4 separate regions of the Zea mays genome follow, and all the other regions are linked to region 3. Evidence: chromatin contacts called from public Hi-C data. All regions are on one chromosome and are shown on one strand. The core of a region is the stretch at or near the end of the contact, and the rest is flanking DNA. Distances in the headings are between cores, read along the strand shown. Region 1 holds the start of LOC103627226. Region 2 holds the start of LOC100384054. Region 3 holds the start of LOC100191496. Region 4 holds the start of LOC100277929.

The links. A called contact is a pair of places that touch in the nucleus more often than the background predicts.
Region 1: a contact with region 3 is called in a Hi-C map of endosperm, with 2.2 times the contacts expected there. The contact joins the promoter of LOC103627226 here to the promoter of LOC100191496 in region 3. A contact is called at or near these places in 2 of 25 Hi-C or Micro-C datasets (endosperm and leaf).
Region 2: a contact with region 3 is called in a Hi-C map of leaf, with 5 times the contacts expected there. The contact joins the promoter of LOC100384054 here to the promoter of LOC100191496 in region 3. A contact is called at or near these places in 9 of 25 Hi-C or Micro-C datasets (bundle sheath, ear, endosperm and 2 more) and 1 of 3 datasets of contacts at active chromatin or transcription factors (leaf).
Region 4: a Hi-C map of leaf shows a contact between it and region 3, with 3 times the contacts expected there. The contact joins the promoter of LOC100277929 here to the promoter of LOC100191496 in region 3. A contact is called at or near these places in 3 of 25 Hi-C or Micro-C datasets (leaf and root tip).

Annotation. Positions count from the first base shown.
Region 1 is chr5:171,387,206-171,390,863 of Zm-B73-REFERENCE-NAM-5.0, reverse strand. LOC103627226 reads left to right here and starts at 2,051. Exons shown (of 2, transcript XM_008647517.4): 1 at 2,051-2,878; 2 at 2,954-3,281. The coding sequence starts at 2,395. The coding sequence ends at 3,048.
Region 2 is chr5:171,693,753-171,697,502 of Zm-B73-REFERENCE-NAM-5.0, reverse strand. It overlaps LOC100384054, which reads right to left and starts at 2,100. Exons shown (of 7, transcript NM_001368217.1): 1 at 2,005-2,100; 2 at 932-1,707; 3 at 665-712. It overlaps LOC103627227 (a long non-coding RNA gene), which reads left to right and starts at 1,604. Exons shown (of 4, transcript XR_002262430.1): 1 at 1,604-1,688; 2 at 2,658-2,708; 3 at 2,840-2,976; 4 at 3,114-3,408. It also overlaps the pseudogene LOC109939965.
Region 3 is chr5:171,559,589-171,563,081 of Zm-B73-REFERENCE-NAM-5.0, reverse strand. LOC100191496 reads left to right here and starts at 1,280. Exons shown (of 16, transcript NM_001365492.1): 1 at 1,280-3,433. The coding sequence starts at 2,846.
Region 4 is chr5:171,749,957-171,753,346 of Zm-B73-REFERENCE-NAM-5.0, reverse strand. It overlaps LOC100277929, which reads left to right and starts at 1,397. Exons shown (of 3, transcript NM_001371688.1): 1 at 1,397-1,859; 2 at 2,011-2,091; 3 at 2,412-2,647. The coding sequence starts at 1,512. The coding sequence ends at 2,486. LOC542238 (amylose extender 1) reads left to right here. Exons shown (of 22, transcript NM_001426901.1): 21 at 18-92; 22 at 189-523. The coding sequence ends at 272. LOC103627234 (putative RING-H2 finger protein ATL36) reads left to right here and starts at 3,297. Exons shown (of 4, transcript XM_020538554.3): 1 at 3,297-3,390.

The DNA of each region.
Region 1 (3,658 bases), core at 802-3,301, 170 kb after region 3:
AATGTCTTTGAGATGTTAATATTCTTGATCACCCTGTTGCCTTGATCAAGTCCATGTCGTATCCTCTGAACTATAAATATAAAAACTAATAAACACATTAGTTTAAATGGTCATGTTGACATTAAACACCAAAATTCATTAATCAAATAGCCTATGTCTAGATGTGTTTGATGACAGCTGTTGATCCTTTGAAGGAATCACAGCTAGGGGTGAGCATTTTAAAACCAAAACCCGAACCCGAACCCGAATTGACCGAATTATTGGTCTATTCGGGTTTTCGGGTTCGGTTCCTATATATGCTATATTTCTGGTTATGGGTTCGGGTTCGGTTCCTAACCTTTAAAACCCAAATAGACCGAATAACCCGAAATAGAAAAAAGCTCTTAATATATGATGATATTATTATATGATTTATGAGTTTATTAGCTAAAAATTATGATATCATCTTAACGATAGTATATATATATCATTATGTTATTTTTTATAGTCACTTGTTGTAAAAATAGTACTTCCAATTAATTATTATTTGTATATATTTTAACAAAAGATAATGGTTTCTCTACTATTTGAGTCTATTCGGTGGACCGAATAAACCGAACCGAAATTGTGGGTCTATTCGGATTCGGTTCCTAAAATTATTTTAGAAATTTCGGTTTTCATGTTTCATAACCCGAAATTTCAAAACCCCGAATAGACCGAATCGAATTACCCTAAGGTCCCGTTTGTTTCCTTTCATTTTGAGGAATTGAAATCTTACTAATGGAATGGGCTATTTTTTTAGAATGTGACATTCCACCACTTTCCAAAGTTATCATATAAACCTATCTCAAATTCATGTGGTGAGAAATGAAAATAGATTCTATATATTTACATACTATTTTTCCGATGTACAACTTATAACACACTCTTCTACTTGCTTCGCTATAACATAAATGTAGTATATAACTATCTCTCTCATATGATTTAGGATAATATACAAATATATTACATTTGTAAATATATGAATTTAATTAGTTTTGTCTAACTTATAATTATTAAAATGGAATTGAATTCCAACGAAACAAACGGGACCTAATAGACCGAATACCCAGCCCTAATCACAGCTACCCACATATACCGGTTCAGGTTGTCCACCCGCAGCAGGAAGTACTTATTTCCTCCTACTTTAGGGCCTGTTTGTTTACCCCCCAGATTATATAATCTGGATTAAATAATCCTAAGAGGCAAACAAACAGTCTAGCTTATTTGCCCAGATTATATAATCTAACCCCTTGGATTATGATAATCCATAAGCAAGTGAGGAGGTGCTTATTTCAGATTATTTTTTCCCACTTCCCCACTACCCTTTCAAGTTTCCTAGAAATTACCCACCATTGCCATTATAATCTACCGAATCGTTTTTGCGCCTATCGGATCGGAGAAGCCCGCCGCCCAACAGAAACACACCAGATAATCTGGGTAAACAAACATGACTACTCAGATTATATAATCCAGATTATATAATCCAGATTATATAATCTTCCAAAAATAATCCAGATTATATAATCCATTGGGGGTAAACAAACAGGCCCTTAGTCGCCATAATTGGACATACAAATCACCATGTACCAATGTCAATTATTAGGACTTGTCTCGAACATTTTTGACAGCATAGCTCCAATGTCAATTATTAGGACCTTTACAACCCCTATCATAGCGTGTACTTGACCAAAAAAACGAATAAACTCACGTAACACATAAGAACACAATCTTGCTCTAGTACTGTAAAGCTTGACAACATTTCAAGGTATGTTTCTTTGCTTAAAAAGTAAATTACAGTCATATAACCAAATTTTACTAAATCCGTTCTCGAATATTGTTGGTCCGCTAATTTATTTTTAAACTAAACCACGATAAATAAAAAAACAGAGGAAATAAAAGCTAATTTTCTAATGTGAGTAATATAACAAACTAAGTAACAAACTTAACATCTAAGGCTAAATGTGTAAAGACTAATTTGTTAATCTGAGTACCATACGAAAGTAAACAACAAATTAGTATTTACATATTAATTCTAGTACATTAAAACACTCCCTAAGCTTAACGCTCCAAGTTTATTTTTCAACCGTCCATGACCGCCATGTCGGACTCGGACTACGGAGCAACCGGCTATATGAATCAGCAACCGCCGGTGCGGCACGCCTCACACCTGTCACCGCACCAGTCGAAAGCTCTCCTGCGAAGAATCTAAAACCAAATCGGCGAGCCCCCAGTGGCGCCCACCGAATGAGCGGGCGCTTGTGCATATATGAGCTCTCGCTCCGGCAAATCTTCCTCTTCTTGTCTTGTCCAGTGAGGTGAAGCTTGTAAAATCGGACGTGAGCTACTGCTGCCCTGTCGTTATTCTGCTCAAAGATGCCTCCTCACGCGCCGCCGGCTGATCAAAAGGCCTGGCCGAGGCAGAGACACGCGGAGAAGGCGGCGGGGGCGCCGGCACCGCGGGAGCCGCTCGTGCAGCGGCGGGCGTCGTTCCACGCGCGCTGCACGCCTGAGAAGGAGCAGCAGCGAGACCACCTGATGAGACAGAAGCCCCGGACGCATCCGGACCTGCTGGCCGGCGTCAGGGAGCGGGGCTTCCGGCGAGCGGGCGTCCACGGCGGCAACGCTACTGCCGCCGCCGTCCCGTGGGGCAGGAGGGCGGCGCCGAGCAAGGCGCTGGTGACCGTCGCCGTGCATCGGAGCATGTGGCCGCTGCACGTGATGGCGAGGGCCGAGTGGCGCGTCGCGGACCTGGTCGCGGCCGCGGTGGAGCTCTACGTCAAGGAAGGACGGCGGCCGCCGCTGCCGTCCGCCGACCCCTCGGCGTTCGGGCTCCATTACTCCCAGTTCAGCTTGGAAAGTACGTGACGCTGACGCCGACGCCTCATTACTCTCCATTACTCTCTATTGACGCCGCTGTTTTCTAAACAAACAGGCTTGGACCCCGGGGAGAAGATCATGGAGCTTGGGAGCAGGAGCTTCTTCCTCTACCGCAGCAGTAGTTGCGGCTCGCTCTACGCGTCCAGCTAGCAACTGAAGCCGGCAAGGCCACGCCCACCTCTGCCGACAGGCCAAACATGCTACCACCAATCCACCATGGTAGCTTTGTAGAATACACTACTTGTCTTACGACCTCCGATCCCTCTCTAGATTCATAGATTGTGCATACATTTGTACTTGACCACCTTGCCAAATTTATTGAATTAATGATCGAGCAGGTAGATGCCTTGGTATTCCTGCATCCTTTTTTCCAAAATTCAAAACAGGTATTTCAATTTAAGTTGATGCATTATTCGATTGATCCCAGTCGGCCAGTTGGGATAGCCTCTTGCACCTGTATGTATGGGCGTTGCAAACCAATAAGCGGGAGAACGATTGAAGTTGTATAGATTATCTTCGTAGGAGCGAACGTCATCTTCCAATTTTCTTTCGGTTGCTGTCTCACTCATTGAGACGTCTCGGACTCTGGCGGCCACTAACCATGCTCATATATTACATATACACAGTTTAGAAGGAAAAAAAAGGAATTTTTGTTCAACCGGTTGCCGACTCAAAGTCTGTTCATGATATACAAAACATGCGTACAACAACAGGTAAACGCCCAAAGATGGAAGATGTTTGGGCGGTGGTGCAATGCAAT
Region 2 (3,750 bases), core at 851-3,350, 130 kb before region 3:
AGCAGGTCTCATGGAAGCCCCGCATCTCGGCTTCATTCACAAAGCATGCTTCATCAATGGTGGAGATGCAGTACCGGTAGTTCTCGTCGGAATGTCGGTTGCCTCGTTTCCCTTGTTGAGCACATGTGACCCATGTCTGAGCTAATGGCAGCTTGTGGGTCAAGCAGGCTGCTCTCAGGACCTCCAGTATCTCTGGTAAAGCATCTTTGTAGGAAGCAGTGCTGAACTGGTGGATAATCAATAGGAGTTGCCATGAAGTCATAAGTGAGAAGATATAAGCATTGGTGTTCGTGTCTCAATATCTTACACACTTGCTTTATATTCTCTCTTTTCCAAATTATAAGTCGCTTTGATTTTTTTTGTTACATAATTTTTTCCATGTGTCTAAATATAACATATATCTAGATACAAAAGAGGATCTATGTACTAAAAGAACCAAAGCGACTTATAATCTGGAACAGAGGGAGTAGCTGAGCTAGGGTAGGTAAATTGAAACGTGCATAGTTTTTTTTCTTCACAAACATGCAATTTTAAGTAGATTTCATATCATGCCTACATTAAGTTGGAATGTAGAGGTCCTGAGATTCATATTTTTGGAAAAATGAATTATTTCCCAAAATTCAAAGTTGTGACACAGTGAGTGTAGAATTTCTTTTCTGCTCACCTTTATGCGTGGAATGCTTGAAACTTCTGTACTTCTGAGATTAACTGCCTGCAAACACCCTATTCACTATTACTAAAGCCCGGACCTGGAAACACTATTGATTTTCTACAGTAATAATTGGCATGCAGGTACTTCAAGGTGGCATCAGTGGCTAGACTGCTGTTTTTCTTTCCTGCACTAAGCTGGTGATTTGATCTCCTAACCTAACACACTTGCGATATACTTCTCTGAACTTTCAGGGGCAGTGAGATTGAGGAGGTTTCATACCTGGAGAGCACTGCAAATGGTGTTGAGCTCAGAGGTGAAGTTTATCTTCTGCCTTATCATGATCAGCTCGATGACGCCCAGGCAGTTGTAGCTTCCCTTCTCGAACACTGGCAGACCCATGGTGCCATGGACATCGAGGTATTGTGCATCCCTTACCCTGGGATACTCGTAGCTGGTGAAGTACCTGATGTCCGGCGACCACTCGGGGAGCCTGCCGATAAAGACCCTCCCTGACAGCCCCGGCGAATCCCCCGACTTAACATTGGCCGAGAACTGGTACTTGGTGGACACCTCCCTGAACCGGAGGAGGCTGTCGGAGCGGTGGTCGAGCGTGAACGGTTGCTCGCTTGTGGTCAGCACCAGTTTCCCGTCATCGTGGTTGACCGGCACCCAGAGCTGCACGAGGACGTCGCCGTCGCTCTGCGTATCTCGGATGTAGGACAGGGCCTGGCTGAACTGCTCCTCCACGGAGGAGGGGCTCGCGCCACCCGTCTGAATTCACCAGCTGGCGTTCGCGGCCGGCGCTGCCGTCGCCGTCGTCGTCACTGTGGTGGCTGTCACGTCAGCCGAGAAGAAGGCTGAGAGTGGAGGAAACGCTACCGAGTTGGGCGAGCGTGAGACCACCTCGAGCCAGCCGTTGTCGTCAGACAGTAGCTGCTCAAGGAGATCCAAGTCGACGCCCCCCGCGCCTTCGGACGTGGTGCGTGCGGAGATGCTCGGAAGCTGCGGGTCGCCTCCCTCTTCCATGCAGATGCAGGTAACTCTCCCTTCAAAACCTGCTTACACAGTTCATCACGAACGCACTGCATCAGTCATCAGTAGTAGCGATGATCTTGGTAACGATAACAACAACACTTGGGCATGCAATGCCAGAGTGCTTCACTTCTGTTCTGCTGGTCCATGCACATCTTGTGCTAGGAAACCATGGGGACATGGGAATCCTTGGGAGATTTTTGTGCTGGGCATGCGTGCCTTCGGATTGTAGGGTGTGGGTGGTAAGCAAGATCACATCATTTTCAATGGAAAGCAAGCAGCGAAAGAGATTGGTAGTAAGAGAGTAGCAAGCAGCTCACTGTTAATCACACGCCTGGCGCCTCCCTTCTTGTCATAAAAAGGGCTCCCGTTCTCCTCTCTTCCTCCTGTGGATTGGCTAGGTAGCACGGTTCTGCTCAGCTCAACTCACCGCCGGAAAAGGCTCAGTGCTCCACCCGAGCATCTAATGGATCCTGCTGCCGCTGTGAGACGAAAGGACAACAAGAAAGTTGCTTGGCCTGGCTTCGCTTGGTTTTGCCCTTCATTTTTTGGTGTTGTCGTAACAACAAAAACTGTGGGGGCCACCATGGCAATTTTGTTTTTCTTTAGTTGTTAGAATCTTTCCCTCTCACCGAGGGCCCAGTGCGCCACGCAGGAATCCAACCATACGTCCATACCCGCTTCCATATATAAAGTCAATTTGCAAGGGTGATTATGCAGCTTCAGAAGGATTCCTTGGTAAGAAATTCTCTCTTGCACAATACCACAGGTGGTTTCTGAGATTTTAAAAAATGGTGGTTGACCAGGTCGTGGGATCAAATCAGTCTCTTTGCGTTTGCGGGGGAAGATTTTTCTTGGTTTATCTTTTTGCTAGACTCAACTCATGTGAATGGCAGCCATCGTAGCTTTGTAATAAAACTCATATACCACACTTGCTTATTTTTGTTAAAAAAAACTGCACTTGCTTATGTAGGAAAAGAAGCTTTCTAAGGACAACGTGAAAGATTTATCAGCTGATCTACAAGTGAGGATGAATTTTCTATTTTTTTTCTTCCTGTAGTTGCACATAGGTCCTCAAGGATATGCTTATATCTCTTGGAAAGCTTTTTACTGTTAGATGCAGTGGGAGCTAACTTTCTCGTACAAATTCTGCAGAAAGTCATAGATGACTACATGAAAAAGATCGAATCCATCCAGAAGCAGAAGGAACAAGTACTTTTTTGATCTATTTGTTGACTTTTTGTCTAACAAGACGTAGTGTTTGCTGGTTATACGCTATAACCTGAAGCGAGGTAATAGGCACATATCGAACTGAGCTTCTGAATAAAAATAACTATGCTTGATGCTAGAACAAGAACTCGCAGTATTCTTGGGTTAACCATTAAAGAGCCCTCAGAAAGTGAATCAGAACTGCCTGGATTCTTTTCAGGAACTGATGAAAATTTAGACCTCAAGCTGACTGTATGGCTGGTGAGGAATAATCGCCTCCGTGAAGCATGGACCCCTGCATATGTTGGTGAATTCACAATGTAGTGATGTGATGTTTTCTGAAGCAATTTGTTTGGTTCATGGTTTTGGCGTCTCGGCGCTACGCCAGGGATGCACGTTTTGAATCAGGCGCTTTGCTGGAACTTTTGGGTGCACACAAGTTGAGACAATGCTGCTGTTGTGTGTGTGTGTGTTTTGAGATTAAGACAACGCTGCTGTGTTTTTTCTTTGAGATTAAGACAATGCTGTTGCGTATGTTCTTCTCGTTTTCTGTAATGTTCGTAAATAGTCTCGTCTTCGCCGTGTTGTCTGACTGCTACATTGTCAATGTTTCTAAACATACATCTCTGAATCAAATGTCTGGATTGGTTCTGCCTACTCTGTTGCGTCTGTTGTCAGAACTCAGCTGAGGCTCAAAGCGAGGACTCGATCCAACCCAAGCGAGGTACACTCGTCGAGCCTCGTAATATACACCATCTTTTAGTCTTAGGCAATAATCTATGCATATATTATGGATTAAAAAAAACGCTTGCGTGCTATCCATTGCATGTTGCAGGCCTGCAAGAGCGGTTGTCTTG
Region 3 (3,493 bases), core at 31-2,530:
CGCCGACGGAAGCAAGGGAGGCCCTGGATGCCTGGACTTCGACTTCTCGTCTCGCTATTCGTAACCCTCGGTCGCTGCGATGTCGTCTGCGCATGAGCACTTCTGCAATAGACAGATCTGCCACCCAAAGTTCTGAGGCTGTCTCTAGCAACGTTCTCTATATCTATCCTCTATATCCGTCCTTTACAGTTTCTTTTAAAAAATTTCATTCTCTATATCTCCTTCCTCTCCAACAACGTCCTCTAAATCACGTCCTCTATACTCAAATATCTATATTAGAGACATTTTTTATTTTTTATATATACGTATTTGTCATACTCTCAAATATATTGTACATATTTCAGTTTTGCTAAATCGGTTATTTAAAGTATTCAAATGGATAGAGGACCGTTTAGAGAAACTCTATATATAGAAAATCCAACAACGTCCTCTAAATTTAGAGAACCGTTTAGAGGACGCTGCTGGAGGACATAGAGGACCATTTGATCCTCTATATTTAGGATACAGAACCCTTTAGGGTGCCTTGCTGGAGCTAGCCGGCTGTCTCCAGCAACGTCCTCTATATTCATCCTCTATATCTGTCCTTTACAGTCTCCTCTAAAAGATTTTATCCTCTATATCTACTTCCTCTCCAACAACATCCTCTAAATCACGTCCTCTATACTCAAATATCTATATTATAGACATTTTTTATTTTTATTTTTTATACATACGTATTTGTCATACTCTCAAATATATTATACATATTTTAGTTTTGCTAAATCGGTTATTTAAAGTATTCAAATAGATAGAGGACTGTTTAGAGAAACTCTATATGTAGAGAATCCAGCAACGTCCTCTAAATTTAGAGAACCGTTTAGAGAACGCTGCTAGAGAGCGTAGAGGACCGTTTGATCATTTATATTTAGGGTAGAGGACCCTTTAGAGGGTCTTGTTGGAGCTCTCTGCTCACGTCGCAGCGGGGGAGGCAGTTGCAGCTTTCGTGGGGGAAGATGAGGCGTGCGCAGAGGGAGAGGCGGGGGCATAGAAAATGGTCTACACTATTGCCTTAATAGTTAGTGGAGATAATGATTTTTATGTGAAGCGTGTTTTTATAATGTCATTTGAACGAATTAAGATTCATAATGACATGAATCCAAATTTTCTCCTCGTGGGACGGTGGAAATATCGAACCATCACATAAAGGCCCCACTCGTCAGCGTGGAGCGTGGCTATATGGACCCACATGGCATTCGGCTACACGCATTCGCTAGGTGGGCCTCACAACAGAGCACACAGGCTGGTTCGAGACCCCGGGCACGTTTCTACAAATCCTAAGAAAACTCCAAAAAAGACAAAATAACCCAGAAATAAAAATCGCCGTGGAGGCGAGTCGCCGCCGGCACCGCCCGGCACGGCCTTCTTCTCCGGCGAAGGCGGAGCTCGTTACGGGGATTCCACATCCGTTAATCGGTCCCACCGGATCCCTCGCCGCCTCCCACGGGCCGGGCCGCGCCGTGGCGCGCGCGCAGGCCGAGATGCGGAAGAGGATGGAGAGCGACGACGATCTGATCGAGGAGGCAAAACTGCGCACCGTCTGGTGGGCGCTCTGCATCTTCGCCGTCTCCTACTTCCTCACGCGTGAGCACGTCCCCCTCTGTCCCTCTGCTTCCGTGCCTCATTTGCGACCGAATTGGTTTTGCGGGTCGTGTGGGCCGCGAGAAGGACGGGTCGGGGCAGAGATCTGGGTCGAGGAGAACTGGTTGCGCGTGGGCTGAGCAGGGGATGTGGCGTGGGCGGTGTGCCCCGGGGATCGGCGTGGCGGCGCTGGCCCTGCTCGCCGTCGCGGCTGCCGCAGGAGCCGCCGCGGGGATCCCGATCCCGACGACCTCGAGCGCCCGTAAGTGTCTCCGCTCTGTGACGCCGACGGAAGCAAGGGAGGCCCTGGATGCCTGGACTTCGACTTCTCGTCTCGCTACTCGTAACCCTCGGTCGCTGCGATGTCGTCTGCGCGTGAGCACAGATCTGCCACCCAAAGTTCTGACCCTCCCTGCCCACGTCGCAGCGGGGGAGCCAGTTGCAGCTTTCGCGGGGGAGATGGGGCTTGCGCAAACCGGGAGGCGGGGGCATAGAAAATGGTCTACACTGTTGTCTTAATAGTTAGTAGAGATTATATGATGTGAATACAAAATATTGTTGCGAAGATCCACCTCGGAGACGGAGACGAAATGCTCACCGAGTCACTGTCCATGGGAGCAGACAGCAGAGGCGGGTTCTCATCGGAACGATCGAACACGACGAGCCACTAGCGAGAGCGATGCATGCACCTGACGGTCCTTTGATGGTGGGCACTCCCACTTGCCCATACCGACGGTCGAGTCCTCGTCGTGCCGTGTCTACCTGCCGCATCGGACCCGAGTGCGGAGTGCAGTACTGCAGTGTCAGAGACAGAGTGCTGCCCCCCTTCTCTTTCCTCTCGACTTGCTCCGAGGATCCCAAGCACGCCGCCCGCGGCGGCCGCGTGCCGTGTGCCGTGCGCGCTGCACCCGGCACTGGCAGACACCCGCTCTTCGACGCGACTCCCCAGTCCCCACTGGGCCACCAGTCCTCCGTCCATCACTCCATCCACGAGTCAGCGTCCGCGTCCGCGTCGGCGTGTCCCTCTCCTTCAGATGCGAGGCCTCCAAGGGCGAACTAGTAGTTGCTTGGAGACTTGCAGTGAAAAGGGCACGCAGAAAAGCGAGCGTCTGGCCGCCCGCACGCCAGGAGCGATCGACAGATCGGCTGATGCGGAGTTAGCACTTAGCAGTCGCCCGCCGCGACCTCAACCTGCACCGGCGCCGCACGCCAAGGGCGGAGACGCCAGATGATGAAGGATGCGAAGTGGCCTCACGCGGTGTCGAGCGCCGGTGGAAGGCGAGGCCCCCCTGCCTCATCATCCAACGCGGGGGCGTCGTACACCCTCCTCGCGTCCTCCCCGCCCAGCAGCGTCAGAAACGACGGCTGCTCGCCGCACTACCCTCCCGCCCCTGCGTCCGACGACGACGGGCTCTCCTCGTTCGACGCGTCCGTCGCTGCCGCGAAGCTGCCGTTCCAGCAGCTGCACAGGAACAGGCCCCAACTCGGCGTCGCGGACTGGCTGCCGCTGCAGCGCCAATCTAGCGGTAGCAGCGTCGGGGGCGACGACGGCGAGGTATCCTCCACCGTTTCCTTCACCATCGCCAACGCCGCGGAATATAGGTACAAGGGCGACGCGGACCGCGCACCGAGCAGCAGCAGCAAGAGCTGGGCGCAGCAGGCGGAGGAGGCCTACAACCTCCAGCTCGCCCTCGCGCTCCGCCTCTGCTCCGAGGCCTCCGCCGCTGCGGACCCCAACTTCCTCGACTCCTCCATCGCTGCCGCCGACCACCTCCAGCCCATTGCATCGCCTCAATCCCTCTCCCACCGCTTCTGGGTCTGCACATTCTCCCTCTCTTACAGTTACCGTCGGCCATCGCTGCCTGAAATGTGGCGA
Region 4 (3,390 bases), core at 148-2,647, 190 kb before region 3:
TTTGCTATTTGTACCAGGTGGTCTTGGACTCCGACGCTGGACTATTTGGTGGATTTAGCAGGATCCATCACGCAGCCGAGCACTTCACCGCCGTAAGTTTTGTGGCACGTGATACTGCTCTAGGTACGCAGATGTCAACTTGTTCCTGACAGAGGTGAACTAACTTCTGTTATGGCCATTACTTGCAGGACTGTTCGCATGATAATAGGCCATATTCATTCTCGGTTTATACACCAAGCAGAACATGTGTCGTCTATGCTCCAGTGGAGTGATAGCGGGGTACTCGTTGCTGCGCGGCATGTGTGGGGCTGTCGATGTGAGGAAAAACCTTCTTCCAAAACCGGCAGATGCATGCATGCATGCTACAATAAGGTTCTGATACTTTAATCGATGCTGGAAAGCCCATGCATCTCGCTGCGTTGTCCTCTCTATATATTTAAGACCTTCAAGGTGTCAATTAAACATAGAGTTTTCGTTTTTCGCTTTCCTAATGCTTGATGGCTGATTGTTTGCACTTGTTTCATTCCGTTGGGCACTGATGGTCTTAGAGTTAGACAATCGGCTGCAGCGCATAGGTTTCAAGCTGGGGGGTTGCATGTCCGACTACAGAGCAGCCAGCAATGTGGCCCCTGCTGCCTGCTCTGCTTACTTTTAAATGCCACCCCTCCCGATTACCGACTCACTCAGATTCAGACACGCAAAGCACTACCTTTCCAGTGTCCCTGAAGACACTACTCCCCCGTCCCAGCTTGCCGTTGCAGGTATACCTCGGCTTGCCTGCCTTAGATGTTAATCCTACAACGATAGACATGGATACGGGGTTTTACTAATGCTTGGATGCATGCATTATCGTATCCTCGCCTCGGAGACGATCACGCGTGCATTTGGTCACACCAACTGGTGACAGGGAATGTACACTGAGATTGCTCAAGAGTTACTCCTACTCGACTTGTTGGATCTCACCTAACGCTTTTCAAGTTTTTATGATACTTCGCTGTTGGTCTTGGCCTTGGGCCAGTCCGGAGCCGCTCTCCTGCTCACATCACATGTACGTGGAATGATGTTGTCTCGGGTCATGGCATACAGCTTGGTTGGTTTTATTTCCTCCATCGATGCCCAGGAAGCTTGTGCTATCATTACCATAAGCAGCTAATAGTATGAGTTGATGAGTGACAAGTGACACCTGCACTAAGATACATATAACATCAATCAAAACAATATAACAATTCATACAGATCACCGGTGCTTGCTTAAAGGTTCAGGCTTCGAGTAGCTAGGACACTAGCTAGTACTGGGCTCTCGATCGTTTGCAAAACAATACAACAGTAAAAGGGAGAGCGAGCACATGGAAGCTGGAGGAATAAATAGATGGACGGTTGTTAGATGCAGGCTACTCCTACTACCAATTTCTTTACACGGCTTAGGGCGCAAGAGGCCTCTCCTGCTCTACACACTGCCCTAGCTTAGCTAGCCGTTTGGAGGGCAGTGTTGGCAGCTAGCAGCGACGACAGATGGAGTGCAGCGGCAAGGAGGAGCAGCAGATGCAGATCGTGTGCGTGCGCAGCGCGTCGACGGGCGGCGGCGAGGAGGTGGGGGAGTGGGCGGAGCAGTCGTCGCGGTCGGCGCTGTCGCTGTTCAAGGAGAAGGAGGAGGAGATCGAGCGCAAGAAGGTGGAGGTGCGGGACAAGGTGTTCTCCATGCTGGGCCGGGTGGAGGAGGAGACCAAACGACTGGCCTTCATCCGCCAGGAGCTGGAGCTCATGGCCGACCCCACGCGCCGGGAGGTCGACGCCATCCGCAAGCGCATCGACAAGGTCAACAGGCAGCTCAAGCCGCTCGGCAAGACGTGCCTCAAAAAGGTACGTCACTACAAGACACTGGAACACAACACGAGTGTTTCTCCATTCGGGTTTTTCACTTCGACCGAATGGCTATAGAACGAAGTCAAGCAGGTAGCAACACGTACTGCTTGCTGATCGTGTGTTTGTCTCCGAACATGTGCGTGTGCAGGAGAAGGAGTACAAGATGTGCCTCGAGGCCTACAACGAGAAGAACAACGAGAAAGCCACGCTGGTCAATAGGCTGTTGGAGGTCAGTTCAATTCTTTTGCAATCCGCGCGCGCTATAGCTAGCTTTTGTTTTGAGAACCGTCTCGGTAGGCATATTTTGTTCTGCTGCGGAAAATAAAAAGGATTAAGGCTGTTTTAGAACCAATAATAATTCCTGTGAAATTCATATACCAATCCGATGGATGGAATTGGTTGGGCCATTTCCATATTATTACTGTACTACTAGGCCCAACTGACTTGGTCCTCTATTTTTTCCCTAATAAGAACGTGTCTGTTGACACATGTTTCACTCAGAGGTTGGTCATCTAAAACAATAAAATAATAACGTGTTCTTTCTGGCAGCTCGTAAGCGAGAGCGAGAGGCTGCGGATGAAGAAGCTGGAGGAGCTCAACAAGACGATAGAATCCCTCTACTAGATCTGATCTCATGGAAGAAGAGGATGACGATGGTGGTAAGGTAGTCGTGGTATTCCGGCCCATAAGAGAAATCGAACTAGCAATGACTGAAGCTCAACGTGCAATTTTTTTTCCTGCGACGTACTTGATGATTGGATTTGTGTATTTGTACACATGATTTGTAACCGATGGTTCACTATCCTTGGCTTGTAATCGTTGCTCTGCGGCACCATTGGTCCTAAACGTATTTGAAATACCAATATCAGAATCAGATACCAAATGGTTCTTAGATTTATCGTTATGTAAATAGAACTACGAGCTCACTTTATCATATCTGTAGGTGCTATGTGTCAATTGCCAGTTAATTTTTAAACTAAAACACGATAAAAAAAAGAACGGAGAAAATACTATATAATTATGGTTGAGACGCTCAAGGATAAAAGACTTGATTTTATAATGTTACTTGCCAAATCTGTGAATTGATGGTGCCAATGAGCAAATTCCGCATTGAACCATATCTTTATGCAAAATTATTACCTATAAAAATTTAAATGCATGCGTGCATTTCACTTGTTGTGCCGTGTCATCTGCTCTGACGGTGTGTGTAACAGTTTAAGCACATGGTTTGCCGGGCAGGTCGGCCACAGTCTGCTATTACCGATTGACAAAAAGGAGAAAATAATAAATAAAGCAGAGCAGGTCGGTCACAATGTGCCGCGGACGACACTGCGACCTGCCGCAAGGAGCGAGAAAACCGACACGACACGGCACGGCGAGCAGAGGCCCACCCATCAGTCAATCGCCAAGAGGAGAAACAAGGCACACCGCGGCCCGCTCCGGTGAAAGCGAGAGCCTTTTGCTTTGCTCTGGCAGTTGAGCCCTCCATGATTGACTTGCTAATCCGACGACGACGACGAGCGAGCGC